Regions from separate parts of the Pan troglodytes genome. Here region 2 is linked to region 1. The links are chromatin contacts, called in public HiChIP or PLAC-seq maps. All regions are on one chromosome and are shown on one strand. Each heading gives the region's core, a stretch centred on a gene start, on an enhancer-like site or on the middle of the called end of the contact. The rest is flanking DNA. Distances are from core to core; before and after follow the strand shown.

Region 1 (5,987 bases), core at 601-3,100:
CACCTTGTGTGTGCATGTGTGCTTATGCAACAAAAAATTATTAAGTACCCCACTAGGTACCAGGCTGTATTCTAGGTGATGCAATTAATTCAACAATTTGTACATGCCTGTGATGTGTCAAATGCTTACAAACAACCTAGGTTCTGAGAGGTTAAGTAACTTGTCCAGGGTCACACAGCTAGTAAGTAGCAAATGTACAATTTGAATCCAAGCCCGTCTGATTTCAAAGAACGTGGCCTTTCTACTGCTTTAGGCTTTCTCAGTTAAACATGATGATAAAACCTACCCCTTGCTGCTGATAGGAAAACAGGTTTAAGCATGCCTAGATGAACAATCTAGGCTGATCAGTGAAACCTAAGTGTTTATTTTCCTAATCCCTGCCAGTCTCTTCTCAGCATTCACTGACCTTGGCCAAAACATCAAGAAACGGGAATCAGAATCCTGGCCTTGAGAGAGGATTGCAAAGACCATATTTTGACTTACTTAGGTCCCAGGTAAGAAAGTTAAGGTAACTGCACTGTCAGGCACACCCAAAAGTAAAAGTTTTGATTCAGCACTGAGAGGTAGAAAGACTATGGGATTCCAAGCTACCCTACTCTCTAGACGCATGGACCTCGAGCCAGTCCTTTCATCTCCCTCTGACTCAGTTTCTTGATCTGTAAAATGGGTCTGTCTTCCCTGCCTTGTGGGAACCCAATGAGGAAATGGATGGGAATGCACTTTGCAAAGCACAAAGTTCTTGGAACAGTCGGTGACGACAGTTCCAGTCAATTTACTGTGTCCACCTCACACTCGCGCCCAGCCTTGCCCTGCGAAAAGGGGACCTCACGCCGCTGGAAAGGAGAAAGTCGTTCCAGGAATTTACCTTCAGGGTAATAACCCGGCTGGGAGTCTTGATTTCGAAGATCCCCTCCTCAGCGTCCGCCTTACAGTCAAACACTGCACTGGAGAGGTCGATGCTGTCCAAGGGATTAGCATCCTGCGCGGTCCGCGAGTAATACAGCTGACATTTCCTTTCGTCGTAGAAGAACCAGCGGGATTTCCAGCCCCGGATGGGCCCTTTGCCGCCGAACTTACTTAAATACCCACAGAGTTTCTTGGGGACCGCCTCCAGGGACCGGGCGCAGTCCCCCGATTCTTCCTCCGGAGGCGGCACCTGTGGATCCCTGGCAGACTCTTCGGACCCAGGGGCAGAGGAGCTGGACTCCGGGGCGTTCTCCCCAGCGCCCTCCATCGCCGCCAGCCGGAGACTGCGGAGGGACGAGGGGTCTGCGGGACCACCAGGGACAAATCTCGGAGACTCGGCGGGCACCTTCCCAAAGGGAGACACCTGGGCGGGGGCGGGGCCGACGGCGAACCCGCCCCCAGGAAGCCACAGAGTCGGGACTGGGTGCGGTGCGTGCGCCTCAAAGACCGCAAACCCAGGTTACGGCGGCTGGCCACGCCCCTCCACCGCCAGGCCACGCCCCCGCAGCGCTCAGTCGGCTCCCTGCAAGGCCCGGCTGCTTCCGGCTTTTTCTCCGCGCCAGTCAGCCATCTTTACTAAGGGCGGCCGTGCTCCCTGGCTTCAGGTTAAAGGCGTGGTGGCACTGAGTTAGGTTAACCGCGGGCAGAGAAGCCTGTCCCTAGCTACACTTCCCTGGTAGTTCGCATAGTCACCTAGAAAGATAGTGCTTTCTTGCACCCGATGGGCTGCTTGTTCCCTCCCTCTGCCGCGCGGGGCACCCTCGGACGGCGCATCTCGCGGCCATTGGCTGAAAGGAAGACCGCTGGGAGGCCCATCTTCCGGCGTCGCCCGGGCAGCGCGGCTCCGGAGCTGTCTGCCACTCTTCTGGTGTTCCTTCAGCCCCGTCAATGACGCCGCGGACGGCCTTCTTATCCCTCGCCTGACCGCGGTGGCCTCCCCAGCTCTCTGTCCTGGCTCCTATTCGCCTCCTGACAGCGCTGGTTGTGTTGCTTGGGGCGCCCAGGCGCGGCCGCTGCGCTGCGGAAACCCAGTGCCACTCCTGGGGCATAGTTGGGTGCAGTACATTTATTTTTATTTTGTTATTGCTATTATTATTTTTAGAGACGGTCTGGCTCTGTCACCCAGGCTGGAGTGCAGTGGCGCGATCAGAGCTCACTGCAGTCTCCGCCTCCCGGTCTCAAGCCATCCTCCCGCCTCAGTCTCCCGAGTAGCTGAGACCGCAACTGCGTACCACCACACCCGGCTAATTTTTAAATTGTTTTTTGCTGAGAGGGGGGGTCTTGAATTCCTGGCCTCAAGCGATTCTCCTGCCTCGGCCTCCTAAAGTGCTGGAATTACAGGCGAGAGCCACCGCGCCAGGCTGTTTTGTAAATAAATAATTTAGGGTTTGACTAACTTGCTCAACTTCTGCCTCATTTTACCTGTTTCCCCTTAAATTTCTCCCCTTCCCTCCTAAGGCGCATTTCTCCATTAGCGTTGCGGAGCCCAATTCCGTCCAGCTTTCTTTAGGAGCTTCTTTCCGCCTTTCTCTTGCCCTTTGTTCAGCCCTTCCTTTACTTCATCGTCTCCCCCTCAGCCATCGTTAACGAGACCCTCATGCACACTCAGTGATATTGACAAGAAGCAGGGTGGGGGTAAAGGCGAGGGCTCTAGAGTCTATTTGCATAATTTTCAGATTCCCACTCTGCAATACTGAGTGATTTACTCAACCTAAAAATGGAGATAACACTTCTTCCCACCCACCCCCGACCCGCCGCCAGACAACTTTACAGTGAAGCTAATGAAATTTATGTTCACTTGCATGGGTCGCTGGGATTTGTAGTCTTAACAGGTGGGGAGTTGCAACCAGGGAGCATTTCTCCTAAATGCCAGAGAGCTCTTCATTTGTTATAATTTACAATTTATTTTCTCATTCTAAATAACCATCGTAATACCTAATTTTGTGTTCATAATTTTGTAATTTTTTTAAAATCAGAAGGCCCTTAATGCTGTTTAATTCCAGTCCCCACAAAACCTGGATCTACACCTGTCTACCCTTAGAGTTGTTTTGATAATTAAATAAAATAATATGTGTGAAGCTCTTAGTACAGAACGTGGGACAAAATATTTCTTTTCTTTTCGAGACAGAGTTTCGCTCTTGTTGCGCAGGCTGGAGTGCAATGGCGCGATCTCGGCTCACAGTGACCTCCGCCTCCCGGATTCAAGCGATTCTCCTGCCACCGCACCCAGCCAGTTTCTTTTCTTTTCTTTTTTTTTAATTTTTTTTTTTTTGATACAGAGTCTCGCTCTGTCGCCCAAGCTGGAGTGCAGTGGCATGCTCTCCAATCCCCATTCTCCTGCCTCAGCTTCCCGAGTAGCTGGGATTACATACACGCGTCACCATACCCAGCTAATTTTTGTATTTTTAGTAGAGACGGGGTTTCACCATGTTGGCTAGGATGGTCTGGATCTCCTGACCCTGTGATCCACCGGCCTCGGCCTCCCAAAGTGCTGGGATTACAGTCATGAGCCACAGTGCCTGGCCCCATTCCTGATTTTTAAAACCTCTTAATAAAACAAACAGCATACCTTATTTGTTCTAGGTTTTGTAGCTAGGCAATGATAAATATTTGAAAGAATAATTATAATTATAAATATATTACATATACCAGAAAAACTCAAGTGGTGGCCTGTTTTTAAAAACTGTGCATATGTGTATAGATGTCTCCAGCAGCAAACAAATGGAAAATATAATGGACAACATCCCTTACATAAATGACTTACATAATGAATACCTCATTGCTTTATAGTAGGATATAAGACAAAACAAATATGTCCCTGAGTGGGAAGAGTTAATATTGTAAAGATGTCACATTCCTCAAATTAATCCATACAGTTAATACATTTTCAATCAAACTCCCGATAGGCTTTTTTTTTTTTTTTTTTTTGAGACAGAGTCTTGCTCTGTCACCCAGGCTGGAGTGCACTGGAGCGATATCGGCTCACTGCAACCTCTGCCTCCTGGGTTTAAGCTATTCTCCTGCCTCAGCCTCCCTAGTAGCTGGGACCACAGGCAGGGCACTATGCTCAGCTAATTTTTGTATTTTCAGTAGAGGTGGGGTTTCACCATGTTGGCCAGGCTGGTTTTGAATTCCTGACCTCAAGTGATCCACCCACTTCAGCCTCCCAAAGTGCTAGGATCACAGGCGTGAGCCACCATGCCTGGCCTCGATAGGCTTTAAAAAAACTTTTTATTTTTGAATAGTTTTAGAAAAAGTTACAGAGACAATGGGAGAATTTCTGTAGACCCTACACCCAGTTTCCCCTAATGTTAACATTTTGCTTAATCCTGGTATGTTTGGCAAAAATAAACATCTAACATTGGTACAAAACTATTGACAAGGCCGGGTACGGTTGCTCACGCCTGTAATCCCAGCACTTTGGGAGGCCGAGGTGGGTGGATCACGAGGTCAGGAAATCGAGACCATCCTGGCTAACATGGTGAAACCCCATCTCTACTAAATATACAAAAAATTAGCCGGGCGTAGTGGTGGGCGCCTATATTCCCAGCTACTCGGGAGGCTGAGGCAGGAGAATGGCGTGAACCCAGGGGTGGAGCTTGCAGTAAGCCAAGATCGTGCCACTGCACTCCAGCCTAGGCAACAGAGCGAGACTCCCTCTCATAAAAAACAAAAAAAAAAAAACAAACAAAAAAACTATTGACAAAACTACAGTCTTTATTTGGATTTTGTCTGTTTTCTACTAATAGCCTTTTTCTATTCCAAGATCCCATTCAAGATGCCATAGTTAGTCATCATGTTCCCTTAGTCTCCTCTGCATTGTGACACATTTCTGTTTTTCCTTGTTTTTCATGGTCCTGACAGTTTGAAGAATACTAGTCAGGTGTTTTGTAGAATACTATCACTTTGGGTTTGTCTCATGATTTCACTGAGGTTATGTTTTGGGGAAGACTACCACAGAGGTGAGGTGCCCGTCTCATCACAACATCAGAGTACATGATATCTGCATGGTTCCTATACTGTTAAATTGTGTAGCTTAAATTTTCTCATTTTATTTTATTTATTTTTTTGAGACAGAGTCTTGCTTTCTTGCCCAGGCTGGAGTGCAGTGACACAATCTCGGCTCACTGTAGCCTCCGCCTCCCGGGTTCAAGCGGTTCTCCTGCCTCAGCTTCCCAAGTAGCTGGGGTTACAAGTGCTCGCCACCACACCCGGCTAATTTTTTGTATTTTTAGTAGAGACAGCGTTTCACCATGTTGGCCAGGTTGGTCTCAAACTCCTGACCTCAGGTGATCCACCCACCTCGGCCTCCCAAAGTGTTGGGATTACATGCATCAGCCACCATGCCTGGCCTAAATTTTCTCATTTTAAAAGGATGTTAAGGCCGGGAGTGGTGGTTTTAATAACAAGAAGAGTTAATCACTTGGATAAGGTAGGGTCTGCCAGATTTCTCTGCTATAAAGCTGCTCCTTTTCATTTCAACACACTGTTCTTTGGAATTGGGTTGCTAAATTCAGTCTCCCCTTATAAGTAGCTCCACCTCCTGGAGGGGTTGATAGGAATTTTTGCAGCCTATTAAAATGATTCTTACATACTCTTTTTTTCCTTCCTGTCTTTCCCCCTTCCCTTTCTTTTCCTTTTTTTTTTTTTTTTTTTTTTTTTGAGACAGGGTCTCGCTCTGTTGCCCAGGCAGGCTGAAGTGCAGTGGTGCAATCATCACAGCTCACTGCAACCTTGACCTTCTGAACTTAAGCAGTCCTCCTACCTCAGCCTCCCGAGTAGCCAGGACTACAGGCACATGCCACCTCATCTGGCTAATTAAAAAAAAAAAATTTTTTTTTTTTTTTTTGGTAGAGATGGCAGTCTCACTATGTTGCCCAGGCTGGTCTCAAACTCCTGGGCTTACATGATCCTCCTGCTTTGACCTCCCAAAGTGTTGGGATTACAGGCCTGAGCCACTGTGCCCAGCTTCAAGTTTTACTTTTTCAGAAGTAAACAAGTGAGAGTTGCCAACATTTTGG
Region 2 (5,735 bases), core at 69-2,568, 330 kb before region 1:
AAATTAGAGCACATATCTAAAACAAAGCGTTAGGCTGGTTGCTGTGGCTCATGCCTGTAATCCCAAAACTTTGGGAGGCTAAGGCAGGTGGATTGCTTAAGCCCAGGAGTTTGAGACCAGCCTGGGCAACACGGTGAGAGCTTGCCTCTACAAAAATTAATAATAACAAAACAAAGTGTTAATTTTTTTTTTTGAGACGGAGTCTCGCTCTGTCGCCCAGGCTGGAGTGCAGTGGCGCGATCTCGGCTCACTGCAAGCCCGCCTCCCGGGTTCATGCCATTCTCCTGCCTCAGCCACCCGAGTAGCTGGGACTACAGGAGCCCACCACCACGCCCGGCTAATTTTTTTGTATTTTTTGGTAGAGACGAGGTTTCACCGTGTTAGCCAGGATGGTCTCGATCTCCTGACCTCGTGATCCGCCCACCTCGGCCTCCCAAAGTGCTGGGATTACAGGCGTGAGCCACTGCGCCCGGCCCAAAGTGTTATAATTAACATTAACTGCCCTGTTAAGATTTTTTTAAAATTATTTTAACGTTACTAAACAGGTCGTATAGTACCTCACTTTCCAAGTGTGTATGCAAAGAAACAAGCATGGAAGGTAGACACCAAGATATTGACAATGGCTTTCTCTGGCAGGTTATTTTAATTTTCTTCCATTTGCTTTCCAGTTTCTAAAGCTAATATATTCCTCTATGAAGACGTCTGAGTAAAGAGAAACAAATTCATGCCTTGTCTTTCTAGGCCCAATTTAAAACTATTTTCTCCCTCCGAAACTTTCCCCCTTCTCTCTCCTCATTGCTACAGCGCAGGATGCCTCTCTATGGCATTTATTAATTCCTAACCCGCCTAACACCACCTCCCATACGCTATGGCAAGGAAACCCCTAAGAGAAAAGTCGCTACGCTGCACATAGCTGCTCCAGCTACTCAGCCAAGACTACGCAGACAGTACAAGTCTTATAACAAAGCGGAACAAGCCAGATGACGTCATCCCGCGCCAAAGCACATCACGTGGTCTCCGCAGCACGTGACCCGTGCCTTCGCCGTAGGTAAAACAATGACGCACGTCACTTCCAGATCGTGCGTTTCACACCCCTCTCGGCAACGAAGTCCGCTGCCTGGGCCTAAACCTCTCCAGAGTGTGGCACCGCCGGTGTTGGAAGTTACCTGTCTCCAGATCCGGCTTCACGCAGCCGCACGGGGTCGCTGTAGGCCGAGGCCCAGTCTCCTCCAAGGCGCGCATGGCTACTGGTTGCTGAGGTGCCCACCCGACGCATTCAACCTTCCGCTTCCGCTCTCCATGCCTGACGCATGCGCAGTGGCCTCGCCGGCGCGGTCCCGCGAACCCAGGAGAGTGCGCGCGCGCAGGGTGGCGTTGAGGGAAGCTTTGAGTTCTCCATGGGGCGTCGAACCCTATCCCGGGCGTGTGCCCCTCCGGGACCCCAATCTCGTTTATCTTACACACAGCTGCTACAGTTGCCCGCCCTCCTAGGGTAGAATGCGACTCCAGGTTCCCGCGCTTTTTGAGAGGGAACACACCTCCATGAAGAACTCGCAACTATGTCTCTCTCGAAATATTATTAAGTAACCTATACGTCCAGTATGATTCTAATTTTTAAGGGACGTGTATATGTAATTAACACAGAGCGGAAGGACTGGACGTTAAGAAATGTTAAGAATTCTCTGACACCTGTGGTCCCAGCTACCCAGGAGATTGAGGCGGGAGGATCGCTTGAGCCCAGGAGTTTGAGGCTGCAGTGAACCGTGATCGCGCCACTGCACTCCAGCCTGGGTGACAGAGCAAGACCTCGTATCAAAAAAAAAAAAAAAAAAAAAAATTATCCCTGGGTGGTGGGAAATTTTTCCATAATAGAAGTTGTGCTTTGTCAGAAACAACCCCAAATAAGCCTTATCTCAAGTGTGGTGGATGTTATAAAGGAGCCCTACTATGTGCTAGGGGTTAAGGAGTGGAAACTGTTTCTTGTGCTCCACACCTTACCGGAACTGAAGTGAGAATGGAATTATAAGAGTCAACATGCCATGTGCATTGTGGGGATTATTGTCGTTTCTGGACAGCTCTGAGAAGCTAAGAGCTAACAAGAATCATTTAATCCCATGCAATGACCAGTTGTCCTTGCAATGATAGCCTTTTACCCACTTGTAATGCTGTCTCTCACCTGTAGTAAGTTTCTCTGTATATAATTCTCTTTCTGGGAGAAATTTTAAAATCTTTTATCTTTTTATCTGTTAACATTATCTGCAGTATAAAATATTCAAAAGCATATGAGTCACAGATTGAAAAGTCTAACAACCATGAAAAGATGTTTCCATGTCTGTCCATTTGTCATTGATTTCTGGTAGAAAATAACCAGCAGGAGGAGCCAAATAATTAAAGATTGTGGTTTAAAAAATAAGATAAAACTGATCAAATTCATATAGTGTCTTTTGGCAGGTCATTTTTACAGGACAACTTGGAAAAGGCTGCCATTTTTTTTAGGAGGGACAGCTCTGTGCAGCTGGAGAAACAAGTTTGAAAACCATTGTTTTATATATATATAGCGCCCGCGCGTGTGTGTGTATGTGTGTGTTTATAAAACTGGGCCAGAATTACTGCGCTTGCCACTAGATGGTGGTGTTGCTGAAAATGATAGTCCCGCTTTATTTGTGGAAAGACTAGATTTAAAGAGATATTTGCCCTCCTGGAGGGCATGGTAGACGTTGATAATCACACAAAAAAATATGTAATTACCAAGTGTGACAAGTACTGAAATGCAAAGCTGATTTGAATATACTAGGGAAATAGATTGCTACCTCTTTTATAGGTGAAATTTCTCTTGACTGAAAACAGGAACTTAAATATGCAGCACATTTTTTAGTCTATGATTTGAAGTTCTTATTATCTTGTCTGGAATTATATGTGATTATTTGCAGTTTATAAGACTTAACCTCTCCTCCAGATGTAAGACCTAGAAATCTGCCTTAAAGACATGACCTAAATAATTATGTAGTCTTCAGCTTGTACTACTTTGAGAAACACTTCTCAGTAGAGTGATTCTTAACCTCTCATTTGGGTGAAGGACCCCTTTGAGAATCAACTAAAGCTTTGAACCGTCTCACACATCATTTTGGCTATAATATCATATGGTTCATGGGTTTCTGACCTAACATGAGAGGAAGGCAGCACAAAGTCAAGCTAGAAGGATTCTTGCAAAACTTTAATTCTGTCACCTAAAGGTTCTAAGCCAAGAAGAACGCCAGAAGAATTTTAGATGCACAGTGATGTTTAAACAAGAATGGTGAGAAAGCAGAAGTTGTGTGTGAATGCAGGGAGTGATGTAAGAGGGCAAGCAGAAAGGGTCCCGAGAGGTGGAGAGAGAAATTCTGCTTCCTCTAATGTACTGCATTCCTCTTTCCCTCTCCTTCCCCATCTCATCTTTGTGCTCCTGTGCACTGTACGTATGCAAATCTCTTAAGGTCCATCTTAATGCAACACTGTTAGAACTTGAGACTTCAGTTTACTCTTTTTTTTCCTCTAATTTTGGCCCACTCTGGCAGGTGAAATTGAGACAGAAGCACATTCCAAAGAAGAAAAAAAAGCACTGAGGAAGTCAGATGTGACTTTGGGTGAGTACCTTCCCTCTATGTTATTCCCTCATCTTTAAGTGAGAGTGATAATCACCGCCTGGCCTATTTCACATACTTTTGTACAGATCAAATAAAATAGTTTATGTGAAAGTATAAATGTTGAAGTGTCATTGAGAGGTAAGAAACTATTATATGGTTGTGGCCGGGCGCGGTGGCTCACTCCTGTAATCCCAGCACTTTGGGAGGCCGAGGAGGATCACGAGGTCAGGAGATCGAGACCATCCTGGCTAACATGGTGAAACCCCGTCTACTAAAAATACAAAAAAAATAAAAAAATAGCCAAGCGTGGTGGCGGGCGCCTGTAGTCCCAGCTAGTCGGGAGGCTGAGGCAGGAGAATGGCGTGAACCCAGGAGGCGGAGCTTGCAGTGAGCCGAGATGGTGCCACTGCACTCCAGCCTGGGCGACAGAGTGAGACTCTGTCTCAAAAAAAAAAAAAAAAAAGAGAAGAAACTATTATGTGGTTGTGCTGCCCTGCCCTCAGTATGTTGTGTAATAAATATAATAGGGGTATGAATAATTGTGCAATGAATACATCCTGATGGTAAAAAATTTAATGTACACACAAAAGGGGGTAGGCAGATAGGAGGGAAACAATATTGTAACATCCCACTGTACTAGTGGTTCTCAACCCTACATCCACTTTAGAATTGTCAGGAGAGCTTTTAAAATAAAAACATCCTAAATGCAATTCTATATCCTGGATTGGACCCTGAAGCAGACAAAGGACATTAGTGGAAAAATTCATGAAAACGGAATAATGTCTGTAGTTAATGGTAGCGTAACTATCCTGATTTCTTAGTTTTGGCAAATGGCCCATGGTTATGTAAGACGTTAACATTGGTGTAAACTGGGCGAAAGGTATATAGTAACTTTTGTACTATCATAACAACTTTTCTGTAATTCTAAAATTATTCCTCCAAAAACTATTATTTGAAGCATAAAACAATTAAAAAATAAATATACCTATGCCTGTACATCAGCTAGATGGGGGAATCTGAATCCCTGGGGGAGAAGTCTGGACATATATGTATTTTTGAAACCTTCCCAGGTGAGTCTAATGTACCAGAAGGGTTGAGAGAACCACTGCTCTCTCATGTTCATTATACCATGAATGCCTGAGGGACTGTGACCCTGTCTTGTTCTTTGATGTAGCTAGTACCTAGCACAGTGCCTGTATGGAAAGCTTGTGCAAGTGTGTTCTTGCTGAATGAAACTTTATTTGCAAAAATATCCTTAGTCCTCTGTAATAACAGAAGGAAAAGTGAAAACAAAAAATACCAGGGTAGATTTTCAGACATCTTCCCATCCAGAATAGCTTCTATTCCTGCCCCGGTCTCTTGTCGTTTTCAGTTAATCTTTACCATTATCACTATATTTATCATATTCCTAAAATAGTGAAATTGCCATTCCATTGTTCAAAAATCTGACTTCATTCCCCATTTTTAACAAGTGATATATTTCTTGGTTAGGTAAGCAAACTATTCTATGCTCTAGTAATATGAGCTTTTCAGCATGCAAGCCTACTACTATTTCATATGGACTCTACATTAACCATAGTTTGCCTGCAGTTCTCTTGAACATGTTTTGAACTCACCCTTCTCTTTGTCACATACAGTAATGCTGCTATCCTCATCTATGCAAATACTTTCCGTCTTTCAAGGCTTCATGCCTGTGTAATTTTTTCAGGTCACTCCAGCAAAAAGTGAGCATTCTCTGTTTGTATCTACCATTCAAATGGCACCAGCCCTTACTATTTTCTTTTGTGATTATTTGTTTTCTGTTTTATTTCCCCATGAAACCAAATTAACCCCACCGTGGGGTGTTAGATAGGTCTTCTAACCTCCGCAATTCTTAACATGATGGTATCCACACAGTTAAGCATGTAATAATGATTTAATGTACATTATGCACAAATACAATATTTAAAAAATAAAAATAGAAAATCAAAATTCAAATACAAAAGTAAACTACATTCATCACTCCAAAATATCTTTTAAGGAGAATTGTTAAAACTGACCAAAAGAGTCAACTAAAGCCTGAATAAAATTTTGATGCTACTGTTACATTAATAATTGAACAGCATTTACAAG

Evidence for each region. HiChIP or PLAC-seq counts read pairs in DNA pulled down with a chosen protein or histone mark.
Region 2: an H3K4me3 HiChIP or PLAC-seq map of stem cell-derived excitatory neurons shows a contact between it and region 1, with 7 times the contacts expected there. The contact joins the promoter of TRMO here to the promoter of TBC1D2 in region 1. A contact is called at or near these places in 2 of 7 Hi-C or Micro-C datasets (blood and stem cell-derived neural progenitor cells) and 1 of 1 datasets of contacts at active chromatin or transcription factors (stem cell-derived excitatory neurons).

The regions. Positions count from the first base shown.
Region 1 is chr11:40,255,423-40,261,409 of NHGRI_mPanTro3-v2.0_pri, reverse strand. It overlaps TBC1D2 (TBC1 domain family member 2), which reads right to left and starts at 1,850. Exons shown (of 13, transcript XR_001720919.4): 1 at 866-1,850.
Region 2 is chr11:40,588,175-40,593,909 of NHGRI_mPanTro3-v2.0_pri, reverse strand. TRMO (tRNA methyltransferase O) reads right to left here and starts at 1,318. Exons shown (of 8, transcript XR_001720917.4): 1 at 1,167-1,318.